2 separate regions of the Mus musculus genome follow, and region 2 is linked to region 1. Evidence: chromatin contacts called from public HiChIP or PLAC-seq data. All regions are on one chromosome and are shown on one strand. Each heading gives the region's core, a stretch centred on a gene start, on an enhancer-like site or on the middle of the called end of the contact. The rest is flanking DNA. Distances are from core to core; before and after follow the strand shown.

Region 1 (6,983 bases), core at 3,280-5,779:
CCTGTTTCTCCCTGTCTCTCTCTGTGTCTCTCTGTCTCTCTGTCTCTGTCTCTCTCTGTGTCTCTCTGTGTGTGTGTCCTCGTGCCAAAGCAGGGCAGAGAGGGCATCAGAACCTCTGGAGCTAGAGGCATGTACATACATGCTGGGAACCAAACTCAGGTCCTCTGCAAGAGCAGCATGGCCTCTCAACCACTGCGCCATCCCTCCAGCCCCAGAAACGTACAGTTTAAGTTTAACAGGTATAGCTAGATTCCTTATCAAAAAGCCTGTACAAATGTGTGTTCCAAAGAAAAAGCATCCATGTGCTTCTTGCTGTGTTGAAAGACACTCTTGTGGGGTTGAAGCCGGTGAGCCAGTACAACATTGTCCTCAGCTACACAGCGGGTTTGAGGCCAGCAGGGGATCTGTGGGATGCGTTCTCACAAGTAAGTAAATAAACACATAAATGAATAGAAAACACAGAACTGGGGCTGGTGAGATGGCTCAGCAGGTAAGAGCACCGACTACTCTTCCGAAGGTCCTGAGTTCAAATCCCAGCAACCACATGGTGGCTCACAACCATCTGTAACAAGACTGGATGCCCTCTTCTGGTGTGTCTGAAGCTACAGTGTACTTATATATAATAAATAAATAAATCTTGAGAGAGAGAGAGAGAGAGAGAGAGAGAGAGAGAGAGAACACAGAACCCTACTAGCGGATGGGCAAACAGCACTTTGTGTTGTGGACCAGTCTGTCTTCACTTTGTACCTTCTATTCCTTCTACAGCTGTTTCTAAAGCATCCTTTAGCATGATCCTATAGCTTAGAAATGACTGACTTATTTATGTATTTTATGTGTATGACTGCTCTTTTTGCATATATGAAGAGGGCATCAGATCCCATTATAGATTGTTGTGAGCTGCCACGTGGGACCTGGGAATTGAACCTAGGTCCTCAGGAAGAATAGCCAGTGCCCTCCACCGCTGAGCCGTCTCTCCTGCCCAGAAATGGCTTTTTTAAGCGACTCATGAGATGCAGACTGTTAAGTAGCTGAATGTGATTGAGGGGTAGAGAGCCTTGTGAGTTGCGGGCTGTGGGAAACTGGTTCTGATTTGGTTTAACACTGATAATGAAACCCAACTTTGAATGACAGAATAACAGGTTGATTTAATTATAATTGTCTTATTTATTTATTATTTTTATGTGTGCAGCTGTCTTGTCTGTATGTGTACCTGTGTGCCATGTGCATGCCTGTTACCTGAGGAGACAAGAAGAGATCATCAGATGCCCAGCCACCGCGTGAGTGGTGGGAATTGAATCTGGATCTTCTGGAAGAGCAGCTAGGGCTCTGTTTGTTTGTTTGCTTGTTTGTTTGTTTTTTCGAGACAGGGTTTCTCTGTGCATCCCTGGCTGTCCTGGAACTCTCTCTGTAGACCAGGCTGGCCTTGAACTCAGAAATCTGCCTGCCTCTGCCTCTTAAGTGCTGGGGTTAAAGGTGTGCGCCACCACTGCCCGGGCTCTTTTTTTTTTTTTAAAGAAATGTTTGAAGATTTATTTATTTATTTATTATATGTAAGTACACTGTAGCTGTCTTTAGACGCACCAGAAGAGGGCATCAGATCTCATTACGGGTGGTTGTGAACCACCATGTGGTTGCTGGGATTTGAACTCCGGACCTTCGGAAAACCAGTCGGGTGCTCTTACCCACTGAGCCATCTCACCAGCCCCTTTTTCTTTTTTCTTTTTGGGGTTTCCAGACAGGGCTTCTCTACGTATCCCTGGCTGTCCTGGGACTCTCTTGGTAAACCAGGCTGGCCTAAGAAATCCACCTGCCTCTGCCTTCTGGGTGCTGGGATCAAAGGCATGTGCTACTACCACCTGGCTTGGATTTTGTATTTTTATTTACTTCTTTTTGTTCTTTTTTTTTTTCTTAATTTTTGAGGGGGTGTTTCTCTGGGAGGGAGGGTGGAATTGAGAGGACCGGGAAGTACATGGAATTGGGGCGCATTATGTGAAATATCCAAATAATCAATAAACAAATTAAGGTTAAAAAAAATCAGCGGCTTAAAAAAATAATTTCAAACAGACACTTCATAGAAGAAGGTACAGGTGATAAATAAGCAAGGGAAAGGTGCCCGGGGATGGGGAATAGACCCATGGGTAAAGAAAGCGTGAGGACCTAGGGTCTGGTCCCTTGCAGCCATGAAGAACGCTGGCATGGTGGCTCATTCCCGGAACCCCTGCTCTAGGAGCCGGGCATGATCTGGGCTCCCTGGGCAGCCAGCCTAGCCAGGAGGAGCCTAGCAGAGAGAAAGACAGCAACGCTCTGCCCCTCCCCTCTATACAGAAGTTCTGGCACACGCACCCAACCGAACACATATGTATGCACAGGATCCTCAGTATAAAAGTGAGGCGATTGCCAATTAAAAATACCAACGTGCTACCTTCGTACACACGTGAGAATGGTGAAGACTGGAAGGCATGGTGGCACACACCTCTAATCCCAGTACTTGGGAGGCAGGGGTGGGGTGGGGTGCGGATCTCTGTGAGCTTGAGAGCTGCCTGAGCTACATAGTAAGTTCCAGGACAACCCAGGACTACCTAGAGAGACCCTGTCTCAAAAAGCCAGGGGGGTGGGGGGACAGAGAGAGAGAGAGAGAGAGAGAGAGAGAGAGAGAGAGAGAAATTGGGGCAGGAGAGGTGTCCCTTGTTGCTCTTACAGGGACTGGTGTTTGGTCCCAGCCCCTACAACTAGATAGCCTCACAACTGCCTGTAACTTCAGCTGCAGAGATTCAGTCGCCCTCTTCTGGTTTCTGTGGGCTCCTGCACCCACGTGCACATCTCCCACCTCCACTTACATACATAATTAAAAAGAAAATCTTTTTAAAAAAATGTAGCCGGTCGTGGTGGTGCATGCCTTTAATCCCAGCACTCGGGAGGTAGAGGCAGGCCAGCCTGGTCTACAAAGTGAGTTCCAGGACAGCCAGGGCTACACAGAGAAACCCTGTCTCAAAACAAAACAAAACAAAACAAAAAAAGTATACTTCAGCCGTTGAGTCAGAAAGGGGGGATAATTCAAGGCTAGCCTTGGCCACAAGGCAAAATCCTGTCTCAAACAAAACAATATAAAAATATAACAGAGTCATTCAAGCTAGTCCTGGTTGGGACGTCTGGGGATGGTAACTCTGTATTTTCTGTTCACAATTTTGTAAGCCAATATCTACTGGGGGCTGGAGAGATGGCTCAGTGGTTAAGAGCACTGACTGCTCTTCCAGAGGTCCTGAGTTCAATTCCCAGCAACCACATGGTGGCTCACAACCATCTGTAATGAGATCTGATGCCCTCTTCTGGTGTGTCTGAAGACAAGTACAGTGTACTTATATATAATAAATAAATCTTAGAAAAATATCTACTAATTAGAAATGACAATTAACTGGCGTGGTGATGCTGAGATTGGAAGATTTCTTCAATTTCGAGGAGGCCAGCCTGGTATAGTAATATGAGGGCTCTAGGGAACTTGTCTTAACAAGGAAAAACACGACAGAAAAACCCACCCCAAACAGCAACAAAACATAGCAGACTCACTCCCTAAGGCTTCCCATGCCCCTTGCTGTGACCACAGTGGCAGATGTATTGCTCCTTTGGTTGATTCTTTGTTTGCTTGTTTGTTTGAGATAGGCTCTCAAGCAGCTCCCACTGACCTTGAACTTGCTACAAGTAGCCATGTGTGCTACTGTACTCCTTTAGTCCCTGCACTCAAGAGGCAGAGGCAGTTGGATCTCTGTGCATTTGAAGCAATCTGTTCTACAAGGTGAGTTTCAGGCCAGCCCTGGGCTACAAAACGAGACCCTGTCTAAAATAAAAACAAACTCACAAAACACCCAACCACCAAGATAGGGCTGGAATCTGGAATTATTTGTTTGTGATCTTTAGTTTGAGACAAGGTTTCTCTGTGTAGCCCTGGCTGGCCTGGAACTCCTTTGTAGACCAGGCTGGCCTGGAACTCAGATATGCCTAACTCTGCTTCCCTAGTGATAGGATTGACAGTGTGGGCCACTGCTGTCTTTGTTTGTAATCTTAACACATGTGAATGCTGGTTTTGCCTGCGTGTAGGTCTGTGAATCATTTATGTGTCTGGGCTCATGGGAGCCAGTATTGGGTATCAGATCCCCTAGAACTGAGTTACAGATGGGGGTGAGCTTTTGTGTGGGTGCTGGGAACCAAGTCTGAACTCTCTGTAAGAGCAGTCAGTGCTCTTAACCACGGAGCCATCTCTCCAATCCCCTCTCTTGGCCTCAGACTCACAGACCCAAAAGAACCTCACTGAGGCGTGCAGGAACTGCCCAGCCTATTCTTTTAGCCAGCCTCTGTCCTTTTGGCTCTGGATTCTTGAGCTGAGCTGGGTCCAGCATGTATATACACGGAGACTCCTCCTGGCCATGTTTTGTATTGGCATAGCTTTGTCTAATGGGATGACCCTGGCTAAAGAGATTAGTGACTGCGTTGTGGATCCCACTTTTTAATCTGCAGTGTTCGGACTGTCCCTCCTTGGCTGGGAAGGACTCTGCAGATACGGCGGCCTAGATTAGCTCCGGCTACCGTTACTGAGTTAACGGGGATCCCAAGCTAGGGAGGCCCCAAAATGGGCAACTCCCTGCAGCTTGGGCCCATGGTGCTCTTCCCTAGACCCTAGCGGTCCAGCCCCGGAGCTCACTCGGATTAGGAGTGGAAGCTGAACCGTGGGAGGCTGCTGAACGCACTCGGTAAGCATGGCGCTGCTCAAAGTCAAGTTTGACCAGAAGAAGCGGGTCAAGTTGGCCCAGGGGCTCTGGCTTATGAACTGGCTGTCCGTGTTGGCCGGCATCGTCCTCTTCAGCTTGGGGCTGTTCTTGAAGATTGAACTTCGCAAGAGGAGCGAAGTGATGAATAATTCTGAGAGCCACTTTGTGCCCAACTCCCTGATAGGGGTGGGGGTCCTGTCCTGTGTCTTCAACTCTCTGGCTGGGAAGATCTGCTATGATGCCCTGGACCCGGCCAAGTACGCCAAGTGGAAGCCCTGGCTGAAGCCGTACCTGGCTGTCTGCATCTTCTTTAACGTCATCCTCTTCCTGGTGGCTCTCTGCTGCTTTCTGTTGCGGGGCTCCCTGGAGAGCACCCTGGCTTACGGACTCAAGAATGGGATGAAGTATTATCGGGATACGGACACCCCCGGCCGGTGCTTCATGAAAAAGACCATCGACATGCTCCAGATTGAGTTCAAGTGCTGTGGGAACAACGGCTTCCGGGACTGGTTCGAGATTCAGTGGATCAGCAATCGCTACCTGGACTTCTCCTCCAAGGAGGTCAAAGAGTGAGTAGCCACCGCTCCGACCCAGGTCTTCGATTTCCCCAGCCTGCCCAGTCCCCCTTTCCCTCTACTGAGTATAGAACGGATGTCTGGGTGAGGGGCACTATACTGGACCATTGTGACATTGCCAGCAGCCTGGTTCGTCTGGTCCTCAATGGTGGCAACCTCATTTGGTTCAGCTTCACATCGGGCAGAGGCGGGGCAAAGGTGTGGAGTGATAAGCTAAGATAGATGGGAATTACCAGGAGAGCCAGAACACAGGCCCCTTCCTACAGTAAGAATGGGGTCTTCAGAGCTCACGCTATTCCCCCCCACCCCCGTACTTATCTTGTTCTACCTGAGGTTGCGCCTGTCATAGAACTGACATTTCCTGGTTTGCACCTTAGTTTCCTAAGCTTTTGACAAGGCCAAAGGTGCCTATGGGAGTCTGTGCTTGGATATGGTGACTTATCTTCCTGTTATGCAGGGTGGGAAGCAGGCAAGCAGCTCTGGGTTGTGCTTCTTTCTGGTGTTGCGTCCCCTACCCATCTTTCAAGGAAAGATACTGGAATGTGTGATCCTGGAGTACTTTGCCTGGTCTGTCTATGCCTGGTATATAGCAGGTGTTAGTTAAATGCCTGCTTGTTCTGGTCTTTCTCTTTCTTCCTTTTTTTAAAAAAATTTTTTTTTTATTTATTTTTTTAGGGTTGTATGTAGTTTGGCTGCCTGGAACTCCTTATGTAGACTACACTAATCTTGAATTCAGAGGGATCCTTCTATTTCTGCCTTTCAAGTGCTGGGATTAAAGGCATGTGCCACCATGCCTGGTGTGTTGTTATCTGTGTGCGTGTATACAGTGTGCGCAGAGGGCAGGGGATGGCTGCAGGGAGTCCGTTTTATCTTGGCGTGGTGGTCCCAGCACTTCCTCTCAGGCGGGCATTCGCAGCATGGCAAGCCCCGCTATCCACAGAGCTGTTTTGTTTGCTGGCACAGCACAGCTAAGGTTTCCCAAGGTACGCTTGGTACGTGTGAAGATGAAGCTCTGTGGTGGGGAGGGCTCAGGGAGAATGAGCCTCCACGTCAGCTCAGGCTACTCTTCCCAGAGGATGCTCTCCAGGGAGGGGCGTGCTCTGTGACATGCCCTGGCTGACACCCCAGAGGCTCCTGGGCAGCTGGCATCTAACTTAGACCAGGCTTTGCTCCTCGGGTGGAGGGAGGCCCAGTGAAGGTCACGGCTTGGCTGTCATTTTCTCTGTGGAAGGAGATTACAGCCACAAATCCCCAGGCAAGGAGAGGATTGTGACCAGTTCTGCCCTTCCGATGACAGACAGGGCAGGAGGGCGGGATTTGCATGAGTCAGCTGGGAGGAAGTGAAGCCAGGAAATAAGTAGCCCCTTGGACACAAGAGAGGACAACACTAAAACCAGGTGGAAGAGGCTCTCACCCATCTCTGCCACTTTTCTCTTTTCTTTTTTCTAACTGTGGACTCCGGATGGAGTCGCTTCTTTTTTCTCCTTTTCAAATTGACCGAGTTTCACAGGTGTCTGATGTATTTTAATCCCTTCCACCCTATGCCCTTCTAACCCCCACCTTACCCTCCCTCCCTCCCTCCCTCCCTCCCTCCCTCCCTCCCTCCCTCCCTCCCTCCCAGGTTTAAGTTCTCTCTCTCTCAAATAAA
Region 2 (6,983 bases), core at 1,289-3,788, 570 kb after region 1:
GGATCAGGCCATGGGAAGACACTGGTTCCTACCAGCAGACCAGCAAACGTTCCCTGGTCTCAGGCCACTGCATGGTGAAGAGGCAGGCACTCGCTCAGTGGGAGTGTGAACTGGCAGATTCAGGACTGGGTGACCTGCTTAGCAGACATGTGCAGCAAAGCAACACACACACACACACATATTAACTGATTGGACACACAAAAGAGCTGGGAGGAGGGGTGCTGTTGACAAAATGGCTCTGTGCTTAAGGAGAGCACTCGTTGCTCTTACAGAGGGGCCAGGATCAGCTCCCAGCACCCTCACGGTGGTTCACAAGCATCTGGAAGTCCAGTTCTCGGGGATCTGATACCCCCTCCTGACCTCTGTGGGTCCTACACACAGGTGGTGCACATATGTGCATACAAGCAAAGCACTCATACATAAAATGAAACAGATGGGTCCTCAAAATGGAAAAGGAACATGCAGAGCTTGCTCTCCCAGAAGATACAAGTTTCATTCCCAGCATCCACATCAGACAGTTTACGAACTGCCTGTAGCTCCAACTCCAGGGGATCTGGCGCCCTCTGCTGGCTTCAGTGGGTACCAGTCTCTCATGCATATACACCTCCACCTAATTCATTCTCTCTCTCTCTCTGTCTGTCTCTCTGTGTCTCTGTCTCTCTGTCTCTGTCCCTCTCTCTCTCTCTGTCTCTCTCTGTCTCTGTCTCTTCTCTCTCTCTCTCCAGAATGTCTCTAAGCAGCCCTTGCTATTCTGGAATTCCCTATGTAGACCAGGCTAGCCTTGAACTCACAGAGATCTGTCTGCCTCTGCCTCCCAAATGATGCCTGGCTAAAACTAAATCTTAAAAAAAAAAAAAAAAAAAAAAAAGACAGGGCCTGGTGATGATGCACATCTCACCTTAAGTCCTAGTAATTGAGAGGCAGAGACAGGCAGATCTCTGAGTTTGAGGCCAACCTGGTCTACAGAGAAAGTTCTATGACATCCAGGGCTACATCAAGAAACTCTGCCTTGAAAAACAAACAAACAACACCCCCCCCCCAAAGCAGAAGGTGTAAAGGCCCCGTCTGTCACCCAACAAGTCACAAGGATGAGCACAGAAAGAACCTCTGTCACAGGACTATAGAGCCTTGAATCAGAAATTCTTTATTGGGCTGGAGAGATGGCTCAGAGGTTAAGAGCACTGACTATTCTTCTGAAGGTCCTAAGTTCAAATCCACATGGTGGCTCACAACCATCTTTAAAGAGATCGGACGCCCTCTTCTGGTGTGTCTGAAGACAGCTACAGTGTACTTAGATATAATAATAAATAAATCTTAAAAAAAAAAAGAAATTCTTTATTATTCGCACAGAGGACACACTAACCACTAGGAGAAAATACTGTTTATACGGTATCTATCCCGCTATAAAAGGGTATATTTACATGTGTGTTTGGTACATAAAACCATACTGACTCATCAGGAGCTTCGGGGAAAGGCCAGAGAGCCTGGGGTGGGAGAGGGAGGTACGTGTTATATCTTCTTCTGTCTTCCAAGTTCTGTGCTGAATTCATACATCATCTGTTCACGAGTCAATAAAATAGCTTCTAACAAAGACGGAACAATGATGTAAGCAAATGGAGAGGACCTAAACCATAAACACCAGGAGGGGAAATTCCTTGCGCTTGTTTCCAGGGCTGGAAGCATCCATGACAAATCTGTACCTGTAGGCTTGGTTCCTCTCCCCAGACTGGCAGCTGGGGCTGTGCACGCTGATGGTCAGAGACTTAAGCACTCGCTTCTGGGTGACCCTGAGCGAAACAGAAGAATGATAAACCTGTCACCAGGAAAACTCAGAGGTGGCAATAAACGACAAGGCTCAGGCTCTTCTTGTTCCTACAAAGACACTGGGAAGAGCCTCCCTGCTCTGCCCTGGGCATGCCTCTGGGCTGGGGATGTCACATGTCACGCAGTGGTAGAGAGTGTGCCCAGCAGGGCACTGGGCCCTGGGGCATTTGGAGAGCCTGGGACCCTCAGGATAAAGGGGTGTGGTTCTTCCTAGCACCACATGGGAAGCCTCATCCACTCCAGCTGCCCTTTCCTGGGATCGTCCTGATTTACTGATGTGGAAGTGACAGAAATGCCCCAACCCACCCCCAGCCTGGTATAATCAGGTTTTACAAGGGCAAGGCCTCCTTACAACTGACTCTACACTGGCTCCACAGAGATGGGACAAGAGCCCCAGGCCCAAGGAGGCCTGGATCTCATGCCTCTCAGGCCAGCTCCAAGCTGCACTCTATTGCCCTCCCTTCCTCTCTCTGCTTACCCTCCCCTCCTCCCTCTGCCTCCCCTCCCCTCCTCCCTCTGCCTCCCCTCCCCTCCTCCCTCTGCTTACCCTCCTCTCCTCCCTCTGCCTACCTTCCCCTCCCCTCCTCCCTCTGCCTCCCCTCCCATCCTCCCTCTGCTTACCCTCCTCTTTCAAAGGCTCACTGGGCCAACCCCACCCACTGAGATCTCAGCAGAGGCCTCAGACCAGCCCCCTTCTTTCTCTTGGTCAGAGGAGGCAGAACAGGTTCCCTCTTGTTTACCCATCTCCCTGGTAACACAGGCCTCCACAGGAGGGTGTCCTCCAGGCTATCAGTAGGTTTCTGTTTCCTGCCTCTTCTTAGGTAGGGTACACTTTGGCTCTCTGGGGCTAGGGCCAGTCCGTCCCCCCCAGTTCCTGAATGGCTAGCTCTAGCTGCTCCACCCCTTCACCCCACCATAAATCCTAACTGGGAAATGCCACCCTCTGTGAGGAGTTGACTGACCTTGTTCCCAGCCCTGCCTATGGTCCTCTGCCTCCACATCTCCCTCTGAACAGCACCCCAAGCCCTTGCTGAACTGAGCCCACTTGACCCTCCCGTGCAAGTCTGCCTACAGTCTGGGGGCACACACGCTCCTGCCTCTGACAGAGAGTATGCTTGTTTGCTGTTCTCTTTCCACAAAGATGGCTGCACTTTGTGCTCTACTCAACTACAACGTTCTTCTTAGGCCATTTTTTTTTTTTAAAGGGCAGCTCCCACAATAATTCCTCCTGCCCTATTTTGTGACAAGTGCTGCCTTTATCTGCCCTGCCAGAACGGCACCAAACTCTGCCCCCACAAAGTGGCTGCTCATATGGCCTATATCAACAGGTCTCAAATCCCCTGTCAGAGATCCTGAAAGAAGCAGGGTGGGTGGAGGACAGGCCATTCGGTTCTCTGGCTGGCCCCTCCCCCAGCCTCTCCTCCCAAGCCCCAGTGCCTGCTTGGCTTCTGTGAAGGCTTTGGCCACTGCCTGCTCCCCAGGTTAGTAGCCCAAGCTTTGCACACTACCTACCCCTTATGGCTCTTAGTTTCCTTGTCCCATCCTTCAATTCTTTTCCTCCAGGTCTCTGATGGCACCACGGGACTGACATACCACGTGTGTTGTGGGCTGTCCACTGCCCCTCCATCCCCTACATACACACACACACACATACACACACACACACACACACACACACACACACACACACACAGACACACACACACACAGACACACTGTGGGCTGACACACACACACACACACACACACACACACACACACACACTGTAAGAGCTGGGGAAGCAGGGACCTAGGTCTACCCTGGTATTTGTCAGTGTCTGTATCCAAATGGTCTCCCTTAGAAAAAGCTCAACTGCTGTTTGAGTGACTGCAGAAGGGAAGGGTGGAATGGGGGACAGGCTGAAGGGCTGGAAGGAGAGGCACAGGACAACCAGGAGCCAAGTGAAGACTTTCTCCCTGCAGGGTAGAAGCCCCTTCTGGCACCCTCTACAGCCTACAACACTTTTAGTTTCATTTTGTGTAGTTTCCCACTAGAGTGAATTCCCTGGAGGTAGGAACTATGTATGTCTTGTTCAGCAGAGTATCATTAGAGTTGGCACCGTGCCAAGCGTTCAGCATACACAAGAGGCTCTGGACCTCTATCTGCTAAATAGCGCACAGGAGGATGAGTGACCTGCAAGACAAAGACCTGTCAGGGGACCTCATTGGCCAGGTTTGCACTGGAGACATTTGGACTAGGGGTGGCCAGTCTCTGGGAGGATCTCCAGTCTTACTGCAGGGCTGAGAATGGTCTACCCTGGCAGGGGATGTGGCTGGGGAAGAGCAGGGAGCCTGCGCATTTGGGTGGGGCAGCATCAGACTGGCAGGGAGGAAGAGTGTGCTGTCTAAACACAAATGAACAAGACCTAGCATGGTCTACGCAGAGGACAAAAACCAGACAACTGGGTACAAATAGTTGGATGCTGAGACCAGCTGGGCAGAAACGTCTGGAGGTGGAGGACCAGAGGAACCATGTCCCTGGCATGAGAGATGGCACTTCCAAGACCCTTCTGGTTGGGTAGGCACATGGGGAAAAAACATCAAAGAAAGACCAAGATGTTGGCCGAGGACATCTACAACAGAAGGCAAAGGAACAAGGTCAAAGAGGAAGCGATAACCTACTGGTCGCACACCAGGAGAGGCTGGCCTGACCCAGGGCCTGAAGAGCACCTGGCAGTGCACCGGTGTCTAGGACTGGCTGCAAAAGTGGCCATGTCACTAGGCGCTTGGCACTGCTCAACAAGATTCCCCTGAGCCCGCCTTAGTGACAGGTTTTAAACTGCCCGCAAGCCTTAGTCTGTTCTTTCTGCAGTGAAAAGCCCCTCATTTTTTACCTAGGCCCAGAGCCATTTAGCTAAAGCCACACACCGTCACTTCCTTTGCAAGAAAGCCACCCCGTGCTTGGTGGCTGGGGTGCGGGGTGTGCAAAACAGCTTCTAGGTCTTGCTCTTATAAGGAAACTCAAAGTTCCATTTGCCTAGGCCTCTTCGCTGCCTGTTCCCTGGAACATGCACCCAGGAGATGGTGGCTTCTACCTCCCATCCTGCGACAATGACCAGAACCCCAGGGGATGGAGGAACTAACATGCAGCGGGGGCCCTGCAACATGATCGTCACTGTGCTAAGCTACACCTTTCATGGAAAGCAGATGTTTCGTTTCCAGGGGTGGGGTGGAAGGATGCCACGTAGGATGCTTTTATGTGGAGTATGTGTGTGCACAGTGTATGTGGAGGGATGGGATGTTTGAGACAAGGTCTATACCCCAGAATGGCCCGCTGGAGCTAAGCATGTACTTCTGACTTAAACCACCCTACCCTGGGGCCATGTCCAATCTCTTCCACTCGTGGGCCAGTCAGTACATGAACGTATGATGGAGTGATTAGAGGGACAGAACCTCCGACCACCGGAAGGCATCTAAGCATCTAAGGGAGACAGCAGAGCTTGGGGCAGAAGGCCTAAGACACCCCCCACCCCCACCCCGTCCTCAGCTGCAGAGCCATAACATTTGCTTTTAATGCTATGTGAGTGTTCGTAATCTGCGATGTGTAAAACAGAACTGTGGCCTCTGAGATGGGTCCTCAGTGGAAGGAGGCTTATTTGGCATCCCCAGGGCCCCGAGTTCACCCCCACACCCCCACACACTCCTGCAAAGGAAGGGGTTGGTGGAGCAGCTGGATTCTCAGCATCCACAGGTGGCAGACTTGTTCTAACTCCAGCTCCAAGGGATCCAGTGCCCTCTTTCGGCCTCCCTCCGAGGAGCCTTCCCTTTGATCCCAGCATTTGGGATGCAGAGGCAGATCATCCAGTAAGGAATACACAGTGAGTCAGTGGGTGGAGGGACACAGATGAGCTAGGACTGACAATGTTAGACTTGGAGCTGGGCCTGAGGACTGGGATCACAGCTGCCTAGGAAGTCCGAGGCAGGAGGACTTCCAGCAGCCTGAGTTACAGAACAAGTTCTACCCTGGCCATTTAAAGAAATGAAACAAAACAACCTAACAACTTGGGGCTGGAGAGATGGCTTAGCACTCACAAGGCAGCTCACAACCTCAGACTCCACCATATCTAACCTTCTCTTCTGACCTCTGAGAGAACCACACACACACATACATGCATGCAGATAAAATAATCATACACATAAAAATTTAAAATTCTTAAAAACAAACAAATGAACACTAACAACTTGTTCTGGGTTTGAGGCTGGGGCTTACTTACTATATAATCCAGGCTGGTCTTGAACTCAGTATCCCAAATACTGGGATTGCAGGTATGTGCTACCACCACTCAGCATGCAGAAAACGTGTTTAAAGCAAGTCACAGGAAAAGCTGGGTACAGTGCTTCATTGCCTACCATTTGAGAGGCCCTATGTCTGAGTCATTTACAAAGTTTTTATTATGAATTTTTATTACAGGCCTCCCATAAATCACACTTCATTTCTCCTTCCAATAAGTCTCCCCCATTATAAAAAATAGAAATATATAAATACACATTGAGAATTATATGCTTTAACACAAAATCTCTCTTCCTAGAGAGAGACTGCACCGCAGTTCTGAGGTCACAGGCAAGAGCCCCTCCCACCCCCACCTTGCACACTGTTCCCAACGCCAGTGACAATGGTGCTGGAATTACAGATGTGCTCGCTAGTCACATCGGGAACAGCAAGGTGTGATCGCTCCTGTCTGACCTTGACTGGATTTCAGCTGACTCGCCCAGAGTAGCCAAGTCTACCACAAGCTCTCGGGAGCCACACAGGTCCTGGAAGTTCTGAGTCACGACGGAAATAGTCCTGTTTGGTCCGGAGCTGAGGAAGCTCACTTTCTCGACATTTCTTGTCCTCCAATTCCAGACACAGAGCTCTTTCCCTCCAGAGAATCAGCGGGGAAGGTGGAGCCTCTACCAGCTGCCTGGAAGCCAAGCATGGTGGCCTGCACCTATACCTGCAGCAGGTGGCAGGAAGGCACTGAGCCTGGGATACACACTGAATTCTGGGATAGCCTGGACTACAGAGAGAGCCTATCTCTGAAACAGGAGGGGTGGGGAGAGAAAATGAGCAAGACTGCAGTAGCAGAAGCAGCAGCAGCCGTCAGGATGGAGGAGGCATTCCAACCCAAGGACAACTT

The links. HiChIP or PLAC-seq counts read pairs in DNA pulled down with a chosen protein or histone mark.
Region 2: an H3K27ac HiChIP or PLAC-seq map of epiblast stem cells shows a contact between it and region 1, with 7 times the contacts expected there. The contact joins the enhancer-like site here to the promoter of Prph2 in region 1. A contact is called at or near these places in 4 of 484 Hi-C or Micro-C datasets (the G1E-ER4 cell line, the HL-1 cell line, cerebral cortex and 1 more), 2 of 115 datasets of contacts at active chromatin or transcription factors (epiblast stem cells and pancreatic cancer cells) and 1 of 9 other capture datasets (liver).

The regions. Positions count from the first base shown.
Region 1 is chr17:46,905,949-46,912,931 of GRCm38.p6, forward strand. Prph2 (peripherin 2) reads left to right here and starts at 4,530. Exons shown (of 3, transcript NM_008938.2): 1 at 4,530-5,329. The coding sequence starts at 4,749.
Region 2 is chr17:47,482,048-47,489,030 of GRCm38.p6, forward strand. It overlaps Taf8 (TATA-box binding protein associated factor 8), which reads right to left. Exons shown (of 9, transcript NM_022015.4): 9 at 6,003-6,983. Among named protein-coding and RNA genes, the nearest start is that of Taf8, 17 kb to the right of the region's middle. Within about 2 kb of position 2,539, at least 124 of the 459 cell types and tissues checked have an H3K27ac peak or open chromatin away from gene starts, as enhancers often do. A contact at or near this core is called in the G1E-ER4 cell line, epiblast stem cells and pancreatic cancer cells, where this site is marked.